Regions from separate parts of the Danio rerio genome. Here region 1 is linked to region 2. The links are chromatin contacts, called in public Micro-C maps. All regions are on one chromosome and are shown on one strand. Each heading gives the region's core, a stretch centred on a gene start, on an enhancer-like site or on the middle of the called end of the contact. The rest is flanking DNA. Distances are from core to core; before and after follow the strand shown. Region 1 holds the start of fbxw7 (F-box and WD repeat domain containing 7). Region 2 overlaps fbxw7 (F-box and WD repeat domain containing 7).

What was found. A called contact is a pair of places that touch in the nucleus more often than the background predicts.
Region 1: a Micro-C map of caudal fin shows a contact between it and region 2, with 4 times the contacts expected there. The contact joins the promoter of fbxw7 here to the enhancer-like site in region 2. A contact is called at or near these places in 3 of 18 Hi-C or Micro-C datasets (caudal fin, embryo and hematopoietic stem cells) and 2 of 4 datasets of contacts at active chromatin or transcription factors (embryo and gastrula embryo).

The regions. Positions count from the first base shown.
Region 1 is chr1:26,761,697-26,768,672 of GRCz12tu, forward strand. fbxw7 (F-box and WD repeat domain containing 7) reads right to left here and starts at 2,458. Exons shown (of 13, transcript XM_073951515.1): 1 at 2,016-2,458.
Region 2 is chr1:26,691,687-26,698,611 of GRCz12tu, forward strand. All of the region lies in intron 2 of fbxw7 (F-box and WD repeat domain containing 7), which reads right to left. Among named protein-coding and RNA genes, the nearest start is that of fbxw7, 69 kb to the right of the region's middle. Within about 2 kb of position 4,100, at least 10 of the 62 cell types and tissues checked have an H3K27ac peak or open chromatin away from gene starts, as enhancers often do. A contact at or near this core is called in caudal fin, where this site is marked.

The sequences.
Region 1 (6,976 bases), core at 1,208-3,707, 68 kb after region 2:
GCAAATCTCAAAGATCCATATGGGAGATGTGAAGGACTAGAAACTCATACGCTTTCATAGTATGAAGGCCACAGTGTGAAAGAGAACAAAATATTAGCTGGGAAAGCACCCATGCGAGAGGGATGCCAGATTGCTATAGGTAACTCTGGGCTCTTGGAGGTGGAAATGGATGTGGTGAAAAGGGTGTGAGAGGATGAAAGACCTCACACACTTTCCTTCATGTTTCCTGCTCTCTTTTTCCTCCTTCCACTCCAATTTAACACAGTCAGACAGTAACCCACAAAATTCAGACAAACTTTAAAATCCCTTTTTTTTACTCATCAGTAGAGACTGTGGACATTTCACCTGATGTTTAACTTCATGACAGGTGAAATAACTACTGAAAACTAAAGACTAGACTTTTTTTTTTACTCGCAAACTGACCTCTGCCTGTTCTCTAGAGAAACTTCTCCCCCTCCTTCTTCCAAGTAACTTTATTTGACAACAGATATTACATAAACACATGGAGCAATCGATGGCAATACAAACCCTGTGAAACGAGTTACATAATATTACAGATGATGCTGAAATTTTCAAGCGCAAAACCCCGAAATTAACGAGAAGAGCTATTCTTGCATATTTTTAAATGAAAATACTATAGGGTTGCTCAATGCTTATGAAACTTAAGTTGTTATCTTTCGGTGCTCAAGAAGTTATACCCATGTGTTCATAGTAGAAGTTGTTTTCATGCATTTAGCATCCTGAGGTTTTACAGATCATTAAGAAGTTCTCAGTACTGTTACGAAGCTGAAATGTGATTAATTAACTCAATCAATAGTTTCAGAGAAAAAAACGCACCTGTATCACAAATAACAAACTTGTATCGACTTCAAGTCGGTGCTAACATGTGCTTATCTCGCGCCGTGCACGCGCTGCACATAAATCTATACAAATTACGAATTTCATACTCACAACGTCCCACACCGGCTAACATTTCTTTAAAATGACTATTACAAAGGAGAAACTGTTTACGGATATTGGCGGGTACTTCACGTGGATTTAAACCCCTTATGGGAGGCAACGGTGGCAAAAGGCTGAACGTCGATTGTTAGCCGGCTATGCTAATATGCTAGGCTAACCGCTATCAGATGTTTCAAGTGCCCTTGATGACACGGTCACAAAATAGAACACTTTTTCATATAAATGGCAGTGTAGTGGACAAACGTATAAACGTATTCGTAAGACACTGTGTTTCGATTGTCCAGTTGCGGGTGTGCTAATAGTGTTAGCCTAAGCTAAACATCCTCTTGCTAACCGGCTAAATAACAGAAGAACAATCTATAACAAACGGAATAATAATATTAAGGATGCATTGATGATTATTAGTTGTCTAAAACGTAAACGGACCATAAATTGTAGATAGACACCGTATAAATGATGTTGTAAAGTCGTGGAATGCATAGCTGTTATAAGGCAACGGAATTAAGCCTTTTCGTCTGCTGTGAAGTTGTATTTCCAAACAATGTTTTATTTTTACGTAGTGCAAATACATTAAATTTAGGTCAAGTCCGTACACAAACTAATGAAATCAATCAGACATGGAAAATAAATAAATACTGTGGCTGTATTACACATTCTGTAACGTTATTAGGTTTGTTTGCTGCAGCTACAAAAGTCTAGCAAAAACTGTTTTAAAGTGTCCCATTTCGGAAATGGGTTAAGGTTAAAATAATTAAGTAACTTAACATTACAACAGTTTCACGCGAGTCATTTCTCGGTGTTATTTCGCGGTGTAATTTTAAATGCCAGGCAACCTGCTACACTAACGTCACACACCATTGCATTGAAAATGGGAATTAAAATACTATATAAACCTGAAAAGGCCATGCATTCCGTTCTATATGCCCAATACCTCCACGAGGTAGTGTAGTGAAGCTGATCACATGGCCCTTTACTTTAAATATCAGCCTTGCATGGTCAAGTTTGCCTGCCTGCAAAACACTGAGTTTAACCAAGAGACAAACGCAAGTATTTACCCTGGAAACTGGTGGAAAGGCGAAGGGGGAAAGCTCCTATGTGCAAACGAACGGTTAGTTTCCTCAGATATCCAATCCAGAATTCGGTTAGGATAAACCGGTCTCCCCTCTTCTCCTCTCCGGCTTGCCCGAACGCAAGATGAAACGATCCTCTGAAAACGAGCTGAAGTTTTACAAGCACAAACCAAACATTTTCATCCGCCGAAATAAAGTCTGAGCGTCATTCGCACCCTTCGGAGCCCTGCATCAGGGAGAGCTGAAATTTCTTCGTTATCTTCTGCAAAAACTCAGATCCCCCATAGAATAATATGTGACCGATCTGAGAAAGCAAGGGATGCGGCACGCGACTCCGATGCTGCTCCGTTAAAGCGCGATCGCCTTTATCCAACCGATTCCTGTACGACTCCCTGTCCACGGATGATAGCGTCACGGTGTCGTCCAATAACGTCACCCTTGCTCGCGTCGCTTAAATAAGACGCATTTACGTCGCCCATGCATGCGAGTTTAATTTTAAATGGCTTGGATTTATTTTAACTTGAATGTTTTTTGTATATTACATTTGTATCTTTGTATATTATTTTGTGTTGAGCCTTCCATATATGACACACAAGTTGTAAAGTTGAATCCCATTTTGTTGTATTTGGATTTTGTATTTACAATAAAAAAATAAAAATAATTCATTTTAAATGGCTTGTTTTTAATTATTAGTTAATTAAATGATTTATTTATTTATCAGTATTTTTTTATTATTAAGTTTGTCTCGTTTGTCATTGCAGGGGAGGCAAAATGAAAAATTAAATTAAATATTAAGTGTAACACATTAAGTAATAATAAAAAGAAAATATAAAAGGTAACATTCACGTCTAATAAATAACATATATTGTGTTGCATTATAAATCATTCAAATTATTAACATGTTTTACTGTATTTTTTTCTCATATTTGTTTATTATTCGCATGTTTAATGAATCGGTGATTATGTATCTATTTATGTATGTTTACGCACTTTAGTCAAAGCCTTACTTAAAACAATAATGCCTAATCAGTCAAACTATGTACACCTTTTTGATTGTGTACTTGTCCATCATGTGTCTACATGTGTGTAATGTGTGTTTTTCTTAACATATTTATTATTTTTCAAATTTTTTTTGCCTTTATTACTGTCAACATTGATAATAGTATATTGTTTTGTTCTTTGTAGTATGTTATGTGTTGTATTTTGCACGGTCTGTATTGTGTTTGTAGTACACATGCTGCTGATGATGTGACAATAAAAGAGATTTGATTTGATTTGATATTTACCAAAAGGTCACATCATACATATAAATTAATTAATTAATTAATCTTTTGACCGTTTATTTCATTTACCAAAAAAGCAAATAACAGCCTATTTGCATAAACAAACAAAAAACAAACAAATATTTAATGTTTATTCATTACATTATTCATTAAAATGTTTATTCATTCATTTTCTTTTCGGCTTAGTCCCTTTATTCCTCAGGGGCTGCCACAGCTGAACCAACTTACGCAACTTATCCAGCATATGTTTTACGCAGCGGATGCCTTTCCAGCTGCAAGCCAGTACCGGGAGACATCCATACAAACTCATTCACTGCAGACAATTTAGCTTACCCAATTCACCTGTACCACATGTCTTTGGGCTTGTGGGGGAAACCAGAGCACCCGGAGAAAACCCACACCAAAAAATGCAAACTCCACACAGAAATGCCAACTGACCCAGCCGAGGCTCCAACCAGCAACCTTTTTGCTGTGAGGCAACAGCGCTACCAACTGTGCCACCACACTGCCCTTTATTCATTTAGTTTTTATTTAAAGAACAACAGAATACAACCTTTTACTGTGAAAAAATACAAATGCCTGGGGAGGTAAGTATGAATAAAGTATAAACACACAATCATGCAAATGAATGAAATACATTATAACAATTATATATTTTTAAAGTGTCTGGGACTTTCTTGTTTAAACAGTCTCTGATACTGGTAATATGTAAGCAGATTTCAGTCAACAAGACTATAAAATTAGATTTCCTATTAGTGAATTTACATTTCTGAATGTAAAATTGGGTTAGCAGAATTTAATTAAATAAAAACAGTCGTTCTCCTGGTTAGGATAGTCAGTAAAACCCAAAATTTTCCTATAACAATGATAAATGTTTTCAACAATGAACATTATTATTAATACATTTTCGAGCCTCACTATAATATGGAGTCTGTGCAATAGCAAAATAAATGTAAAGCAGTCTCCTGCTATTCGTGGCAAAAATTACCATATATCAATACAATTTTTACTTTTATGTAAATAAAGTTTTGCTGAATAAAATCTGTGAATAAGTTTATAGGATATTTATTTCGTTTTATTTCTCACATGATATTTCTGTGGTTAACAGTCATACTTTTCTCTTCTTTTAAATTGTGTTCTGTCATGTAGACTTAGTAGTAGTGCCAACCAAAGCTCAAAGGGATTTACTCTTTGTTATTATTTGTTGTTTTTGTCATTGTACAGAATATATACACTTACTGTATATAGGGCTTAGTGGTGTCACTGTCGCCTCACAGCAAGGTCGATGGTTCAAGTCCCAACTGGATCAGTTGATGTTTCTGTGTGGAGTTTGTATGTTCTCACTGTGTTGGTGTGGGTTTCCTTCTGGTGCTCTTATTTTCCCCCACTGTCCAAAGACATGCAGTATAGGTGACTTGATGAACTAAATTGGTTGTATGGTGTATGTGTGTGTAATGGTTGTTTCCCAGTGTTGGGTTGCGGCTGGAAGGGCATCTGCTATGTAAAACATATGCTGGATAAGTTGGTGGTTCATTCCGTTGTGGTGATCCCTGATGAATAAAGGGACTAAGCAGAAGGAAAATAAATTCATTAATTTTTGAGCCTCACTATAATATAGCAGAGTATGTGCAATAGCAAAATAAATGTAAATCAGTCTCCTCGTATTCATGGCAAAAAAGACCATTTATATCAATACCATTTTTTTACATTTTGAAAATAGTGTTTTGCTGAATAAAATCTGTGGATAAGTTTAAAGGAAAATTCTTTAATTTTATTTCTTATATGATTTTTCTGTGGTAACAGTCACACTTTTCTGTTGTAAATCAATTTACCTTTAATGTTTACATCCATATAGACCCTTTTCACATTTCTGGGTTTTTCAGTAGAGTAAGGCGTCATAGTTAGGAAAACTTAGAGCGCAGTGAATGAGAGAATACAACAAATCATTTTTTATTATCCCATTTGCTGAAATATTGGTAGCACTTTACAATAAGGTTCATTATTTAATGCATTTACTAACATGAACTAATCATGAACAACACATGTACAGCATTTATTAATCATAATTGAACATTTACTAATGCATTATTAACATTCAAGTCCATTCTTGTTAACATTAGTTAATGCACCATGTGTTAACATGAACTAACAATGAGCAACTGTATTTTCATTAACTAACGTTAACTAACATGAACAAATACAGTAGTAAATGTATTGTTCATTGTTTGTTCATGTTAGTAAATGCACTAATTAACATTAATTAATGAACCTTATTGTAAAGTGTGACCGCAATATTAAAAGAAAAATGTCACAATGGTGTTATCAAGACTGTCAGAAAAAGGGGGAAATTAGTGTGAGACTGATGAGAATAACATCTTGCATAAGCGGTAATTTGTTTTTTGTAATTTGACGCAAATATGATACAATCATTTTATAAATGCATATAAATGTTTTTTTAAATCAAACAATAAAAAATGTTCAAGGATTTAAGAATATGATGACCCTTAAACGAGTCATAACTGTCTTGTTAAAAGAGTCTATTAATAATAATATTCATTTTGTTTTTGTTCTTGTTGTTGTTGTTGTTCTTCTTCTTTTAAATTGTTCTGTCATTTCAGCGCATCATTATTGATCTAACTGTATTTGTCCAGAATGTACGTATATTTCTGAAAAGCATGTAGACACAGCAGTAGTGCCAACCAAAGCTTAAATGGATTTTAGCCGAAAAAAATCCTCCAGCATTGTATTTCAGTTTCCTTCTTTACTTGTAATATTATAATTTTTTATTTTATTTTTTAAAATTTCTTTCTTTTTTTTTGTCAAGAACATTTTTTATTATTTAAATTCTTATGATGATGATGATGACAAGTTTCAATTGTGTTGTAATCATTTACTCTTTTAAAAGTTTTTATTATTTGTTTTTTGTGTCATATAATGTATGCAGCGACACAATAGTTAGCACTGTCGCCTTACAGCAAGAAGGTCACTGGTTTGAGTCCCAGCTGGCATTTTTGTGGGGAGTTTGCATGTTCTCCCATGTTGGTGTGGGTTTCCTCCGGATGCTTCGGTTTCCCTCACAGTCCAAACGCGTGCTATAGGTGAATTGAATAAACTAAACTGTCTGCAGTGTATACTGTATGTTTCCCAGTGCTGTGTTGCAGCTGGAAGGGCATCTGCTGCGTAAAACATATGCTAGAATAGTTGGTGGTTCATTCATATATATATATATATATATATATATATATATATATATATATATATATATATATATATATAAACATACTGTATATTTCGTTTATTCATCAAGGGACGCCACAGCGGAATGAACCAACAACTTATCCAGCACATGTTTTACACAGCAAAGGACATAAAATATAATATTAATGCTAAAGTAATAGTAAACCAAATAAATAAATAAAATAGTTTTTTTTCTGAGGGGAAAATATAATAAGAAATATGTGACAAAATGTCAGACTTTTTTAATTAGGGTATGTTAAATGGGCTTATGTTAATTAGGCAAGTCACTGGACAACAGTGATTTGTTCTATAGCTAATCAAAAAATTGTAGAATAATTTCTTAAGAGGGATAACAATATTGACCTTAGCTAAAATAATATTAATGTTAAATAATATTAAACTAAAATAAAAATGAAAACCGATACA
Region 2 (6,925 bases), core at 2,850-5,349:
CCTCTATTTGTCAATGTCCTTAAACTATAAATTGTCTGGTGTCAAAATCAGCAGAAGTATTCTGTATTTTTATTTGAGTACACTACAGACTAGAACATATGGAAAGTATGCAGTTTTGCAAATTCAGTTTAATTTCTGCAGAGATCATCAGAGCTGTAAAGCAGCATCTGACACATTCCTCTATTAACAAAAAGAGCCTGTAACCTTTCCGTGTATGATTCTGCTTGATTAATTGCCTGTGCCAAAATTGCATGAATGGGGTGGCTTCAGCTTAACAGTCAGCTGGTATATCCTGGCTGGCATGAAAGCACACCTGCTAGTGCCAACATCAAAATGAGTGGTTTGCGGCGACTCAACATCACGAGAGCGCCAGGAGCAGAGGGGGGATCATTACCTGCCATTTATTAGAATGACTGTGCCAATATGCTGCAGCCAATGTGAGTCATCCGAACACCTGCACAAACTGAGACCCAATGGCATGCCCGCATGAAGATTCATGACCTGATGCTCATAACAACAGCGAAATCATGTGTGCTTTTAGAACAGGCTATTATTCATACAAACAAATTTGTATGCAAATCACAACAAAATGTGTAAACGAATCAGGGCTTTGTGAAGTTTCACCCAAGTTAAAGGCCTTCAAAAATAAGCCAGCTTTTCCAATTCAAGTTCAAGCCTGAGGAATAATACTGATTGCAATACTAATTGCAGCCCTTCTATTAAAAAATAGCGATACCTTCGAACACGACGTTCAATATTCTCTTCTCATTAAGTGTTACAGATGGGCATTTCATTAACGTGTCTGCTGCTCTCTCATCTACGACTGCACACTGGCAGTTAATGAGGATTCAAGTTAAACTGGTTTACAGTCATTAGAAGCTTGATCGATTTCAAAGCATCACAGAATGAAACTATTTTTCAACATATTAAGTTGGGATAAATAAGCTAAGGAGTAAAATGTTGAAAAACCAAAAAATGTAGCATATCATCTTGATAGGAGTAAAATGCAATCTTAAATTGGAAAGGAGGTCAAATGGTGCCACTACAAATTTGTTTTAATAAGTGTTGCCATTTCTGTTAAACAGCAAAAGGAGTATTCTTTTAGGTTTTAAGGATGCCATTAATTCACGTTACGATACTATACCAGCAGAAGTATTGTAATCCTAAGTATTATTGCGATACTGTAATTTATAATTCAAATCTTTGAAATAAAGAAAATTGTAAGAAATACTGTATTTTATGTCATAGTAGGCCTACTTGAATTGAATAAATGATTCCCTTATTATAGAAAAAGATTTGTTGTTTTTAAGCCTTGTCAGGTAAGAATCCAAAGAAATTCTAAATGACTCTTTGTGAGTTGCTCTTTTTGTGATTGTTGCAGCTGTTGTAATTCATATTGACATGAACAGTAATGAACTAATCCAGATGTGCGTTCAAACTAAAGTGTCAGAAAAAGTGCAATAGATTACCATAAAAGGCGTGAATTCTACACAGTTTTGCAACCTTAAAGGGCTCCACAGAATATTCAAATAAAATGGTCTATTGTTGCACAAATGTCTGTGCATTTTAGTGATTTTCCACATGCAACATTATGTATTGTAGATCGTTATTGATGATACTACCGTTTACAAAGTACAGTGGCACCGCAAGTATTTTGTAGCCATATTATCGCGATACTACCATAGCACCAGTAAACTATGCAACCCTAGTCCTTTACAACCCTAAAAAGTCTAGCTTTTTTCTTTTCTTTTTTTTTTTTGTTGAGAAAATGCCAATCTTTAGGCCGAATCCAATAACTTTATTAATGTAGACATAGGACTGGGCGATTTGGCCTAAAATCTAAATCTCGATTAATTGAACATTAACTTGATTACGATTAATCTATTTATTTATTATTATTTTTTTGCCCACAGAGTTGACTGACAGGTTTTGCACTGTAAATTTGCAAGAGCGTTTTCAGAACGAAGGAGGCATTACTTGATTTTAAAAGAACTAAAGCAAACACACTATCTATGATTATTTATTGAACATCAACATTGAACAACTGAAATAAAACACACATTGGCTGAAACCAAGTCACTTTTTTTCTTATAAAAAAGTAAAAAATAACTTGCACTTTTGGAATAAAAATAAATTCTTTTCAATGTTTTCATAATAAAAGTAAAAGTAGTATTGCTTTTAAATGAAATAACCTCTGTATATCCTGTAAATAATAGTTAAAATAGTGCATTTAATGCATATCTGTAAACAAATATTTTAATGAGAAATACTAATTTAATGGAATGGTATATATGCCATCTCAAGGCATCTCTGGCACAGCTCTCCATCATCGTCAATGTATAGTGCAAAGTAAAGCTCAAGAATGGGTTCATCATCCAACTTGACCAGAGATCCAATGCACCTGCATAGTGGCCCACAGCAGCACAAATCAGCCTCAGCCTTTAACAAAGCAGGGTCACGTGACTTCATGCATGTGGTAGGGAAAGTGATGCAAAAAAAATTGTCCTGGAAAATTGATCGATTATAGGTTCTGAATGTGGATTTTGATAACATTGATTAATCGCCCAACCCTGTGTAGACATGATACAGTATACATTTATGCCAGTGTTTGTAATGCTGTAAATGACTTTTGCCAAAAATTTTATTAAAACACATATTGAAGGAATAGTTCACCGAAAAAATTAATCCTCATTCACTCACTGATTACTTCTGTTGAACAGAAAACAAGACATCAAAAGTAGGAACAAAAAATAAAGTCAATGGCTGTTTTTTTTTTTCCAACTTTCTTCAGTATATCTTATGTTGTGTTTAACAGAAGAAACCCAAACATATTGAGGGTGAGAAAAATGGCAGAATTTGAATGCAGTTAATACTTTCTTAAACTAAATGCAAAGATATTATAAAATTGTATAAATTCTAAAGAAATAGATGGAATCAAGAAAAGAGGAGTGTCTTCATACAACTTTATAAAAAAAATCCAAAACACCTAACCTAATCAATAAAGATTTTGTTTATGTTATGCATTGGTAAAACAAGTAATTAGAGATGGTACAGAAGGACTAAATGAACCCATTGCAAAATATATCTGTAAATCAACAGGATTTGGTTTGAATTTGATGTGGATTTGAATTGAACATACAGCAAAACACCTGTAAATCACCATGAGTTGTGTTTTACTTTAGTTCATTCATTAATTCATGCTTTTGAATGGCATTATGGGTCCTTGATATTTCATAGTGGAAAAAGTATTTCAAGATATTTTGATAACTAAAAGTTAAAATAAGACACTTTTTAATATAACCTATTTAATTCAAAATCATCCAAAATAAAAGCTTGTTTTGATATAACATAGGGCAAAACGGTGGCTCACAGCAAGGTCGCTGGATCGAGTGCATGCAGGGTCTTTTGGCATTTCTGTGTGGAGTTTGCATGTTCTCCCAGTGTTATTGTGGGTTCCCCCACAGTCCAAAGACATGCACTATAGATGGACTGGGTAAACAAATTATACGTAACAACAGTTATGTTTCTATACAGTATGTGTGTGTATCAAATATACATAATACAATACACACACACATATACAATACACATACAACTTTTATTTTGGATTTATCTTTGCCCAGTACTAGTTTTAAGTAATATCTGGGTTGGTGATTATAAATAACAGTACAAATCCTGGTAATAAACTGCTTGTACTTTTTTCTGTTAAGTTTATTGTAGTAAATAATAATTTTATTTTAGAAACTTCATATAGTATTGCTCATACAATACATGGTTTGAAACTACAAAAGAAAAATAATAAAAATCAATGACTCACTTTCTAAATCTTTTTCTACATTGAAAGTTGACAGAGCAGGATCAAGATCCCATGATGCAATACAAAACCGTAAATAAATAATGAATCACCAAATAAAAAACCTGTTAATAAAAAAAAAAACAAACAAAAAAAAAAACAGTACAGACATAAGGGAATTTTATAAAGTACCTAAATACTACCAGCTCATGTTTTCTCAGTCCTGGTTGAACATGCACCTGTATCTATCTGTATCTACTGCCCTCTAGTGGGGCTCTGAACCAAGCACTCTGTACCCACAATAACAATGCCCTGAACAGGCAGTCTGGCATGAAATCACAGCTTCCTGTCGCCACAACAACGGGCAGGGTGGGCTATTGCCGTTCACTCAATCTATTTCCTGTTTTCGAGCAGGGCTTCCGAAACATGAATGAGAACACTGACCGGAGTAAAACTGGGCATTTTTCAATGGACTGGAAGGGGACAGAGAATTCTAGTGAGCTAGAAAGCATTGTTGGGTATTTATGGATATCTATAAATGCCTCAGTCGCTGAACATACCTGTGACGCATTTAAAAACATTCCAGATTTAAATAAAGCTCAAGTCACCGCCTTTTGTGGCATGACATTGGAAGTGAATTTCAGCAGCCATTAGTTCAATGTCATGTGATCCCTCAAACCAATGTTATAGGCTACCGTAATTTAGTATATTTGTTCATTTGTCTGATTGTGCTTAGTTATTAAATGTACTATTACCACTGCTGGAAACTTTTAATTTGTTTGTTTGTTTGTTTCATTTGTTTTTTTTAAAGGAGCCATGACAATTTTCAGGATTCTTTGAACTGAAAATAAATAAATAAAATAAATAAATAAATAAATAATAAACATTTTTAAAAACATCTGTTGAATATTTTATTTTCTCGAACTTTTATCTTTGTGATAAAAACGATACACTGTAAAAAAAAATTTTAAAAAAAGGTATAGTTCCACACAACTGATTTGTTTTGGGAAAACATTAAGAATTTAACTTTAGTTTTACAAATAGTGAATTGAATATAAACAATTAAGCTGCCCCCTAAAAAAAATTATAATAAAATCTCAAGAATAGTGTCAGTTTAGCTCATTTTAAATGAGTCGTTTAAACAAAGTCATTTTGAGTGCATGTAAATTAATGTCATAATAAAATAAACTGTAAATAAAAAGGATCAATACATTAAAGGGGAAAATTTAAACATCAGCACTGTGTTGTAACGAGATGCCCAAAGTTGGCCCATGGTAACCTTTGATTGGGCCCGAGAGAGAAAATGTTGGGGACTTTGACAGAGATTGTTATTTAGATTTTAAAGTAAACCTTTGTTTCTTTGAAACAAAAGCCAACTGAAATGAAATGATTGAATTAAATGTTGTAAATTAATCAGACTTTTAAAATATAAAAACTGTCACTTGACAAAAAGTATTGCACAAGACTTCAGGCAGCAAATCAAGTCAAAGACAGGAGCAGGCTGACTAGCGTTTTAGCATTCTTCATTCAGTTATAAATGAGATTTTTTTTATGTTTTTACTGTAAGTTAATTATAAAAATGTTTAAAAGATTTACTGCATTAATTATGATTTAAATTAATGTTGTCTGGTTCTTTTTAAATATTAGCAAAAAAATAAGGCAAATGGAAAATGTATGTAATATGGTGTGATATATTTGTTTATATATATATATATATATATATATTCTGCCCATATCCCTCGATCAAGTTTTGGTTTTGGCCCAGCATAAGACTAAGTTTGTGCACCCGTGGTCTAGTATATACATTTTAATTCCTGATACACAAAAAAAGAGGGGAAAAAGCCAGAGAATTGTACACCAAAAAGTCATCTGTATTTCCTTTCCACCAGATAGAGTAATGAAGATAAATAGCCTAACGTTTGCTACTAACACCTCAATTACAGACAAATTACATGGATCTTACATCACTTTCACTAGAAGACAAACTAATCTGAAAAAGCCCTGAAGATTTGACTGCTGTAGGCCACGCTGAGAACAAAAAAAGCAGACAAGCTGAAGTCAGAACAACTAGAACTACAAACAGAACAAAGCTCTCATGACAGACTTGCGATGGCACTGATGCCAACTGAGTCAAAGCTAGACTGGCAAACATGATAGTGTTGTGTTGTTTTTAAGACACTATAGTGCTTCAGTCTGACCGTTTATATTCAGTCTAGAGTTGTGCAGACTAAATGGCTACTGTCAGTGGCCTCTCCTGTGAACCAAACAGCAAAAGCTTGAATTATTAAAGAGGAATGAATAGAAGAACAGACCAAATGAAAGGGAAACACTGCAGACGTTTGGAGTTTGACCTGAATCTCCAACATCCAAGTGTGACTGCCATTGTAAAGACAACCAATTCAAGGCAATCTGGACAGGTTGACGCAGAAGCAAAATGAGCCCAAAAAAACACAATACCAGTTGTTACAATTCAAAAGTTAGAATGGAACAAACTGCTGACAAAATCTCCATAGAGATATCTAGACTTTCAAAATAAACCTAATTTTAAATAATTTTCCAGTGAATTGAGACTGATGCATTACTTAGACAATATATTATTTTAATTAGATTGCAATTTACACCATGTAACAATTGCAAGCATTTAATTAACTTTGATACAAATGACATTTACGTTCCTTTATGTCCCATTCAGAGTCCATTTATAAATATATTTCTATACTGAAGTGCACACACATAGAATGTACATTAAAGGAAAAGTGACCAAATTTAAAGAAAATGTACTGACTATGTACTCCTCAAGCGTCTTTTGTTGGAAACCATGATGATAATACCATAATAAACAGTTAAACATGTTTTTTTAAATGTCATAACGAGAAGCAAATACTTATCGTAATACACACACACACACACACACACACACACACACACACACACACACACACACACACACACACACACACACACACACACACACACACACACACACACACACACACACACACACACACACACACACACACACACACACACACACACACACACACACACACACACACACACACACACACACACACACACACACACACACACACACAATCAATTCCATGAAAATGTCAACCTCAGCATGAAAAA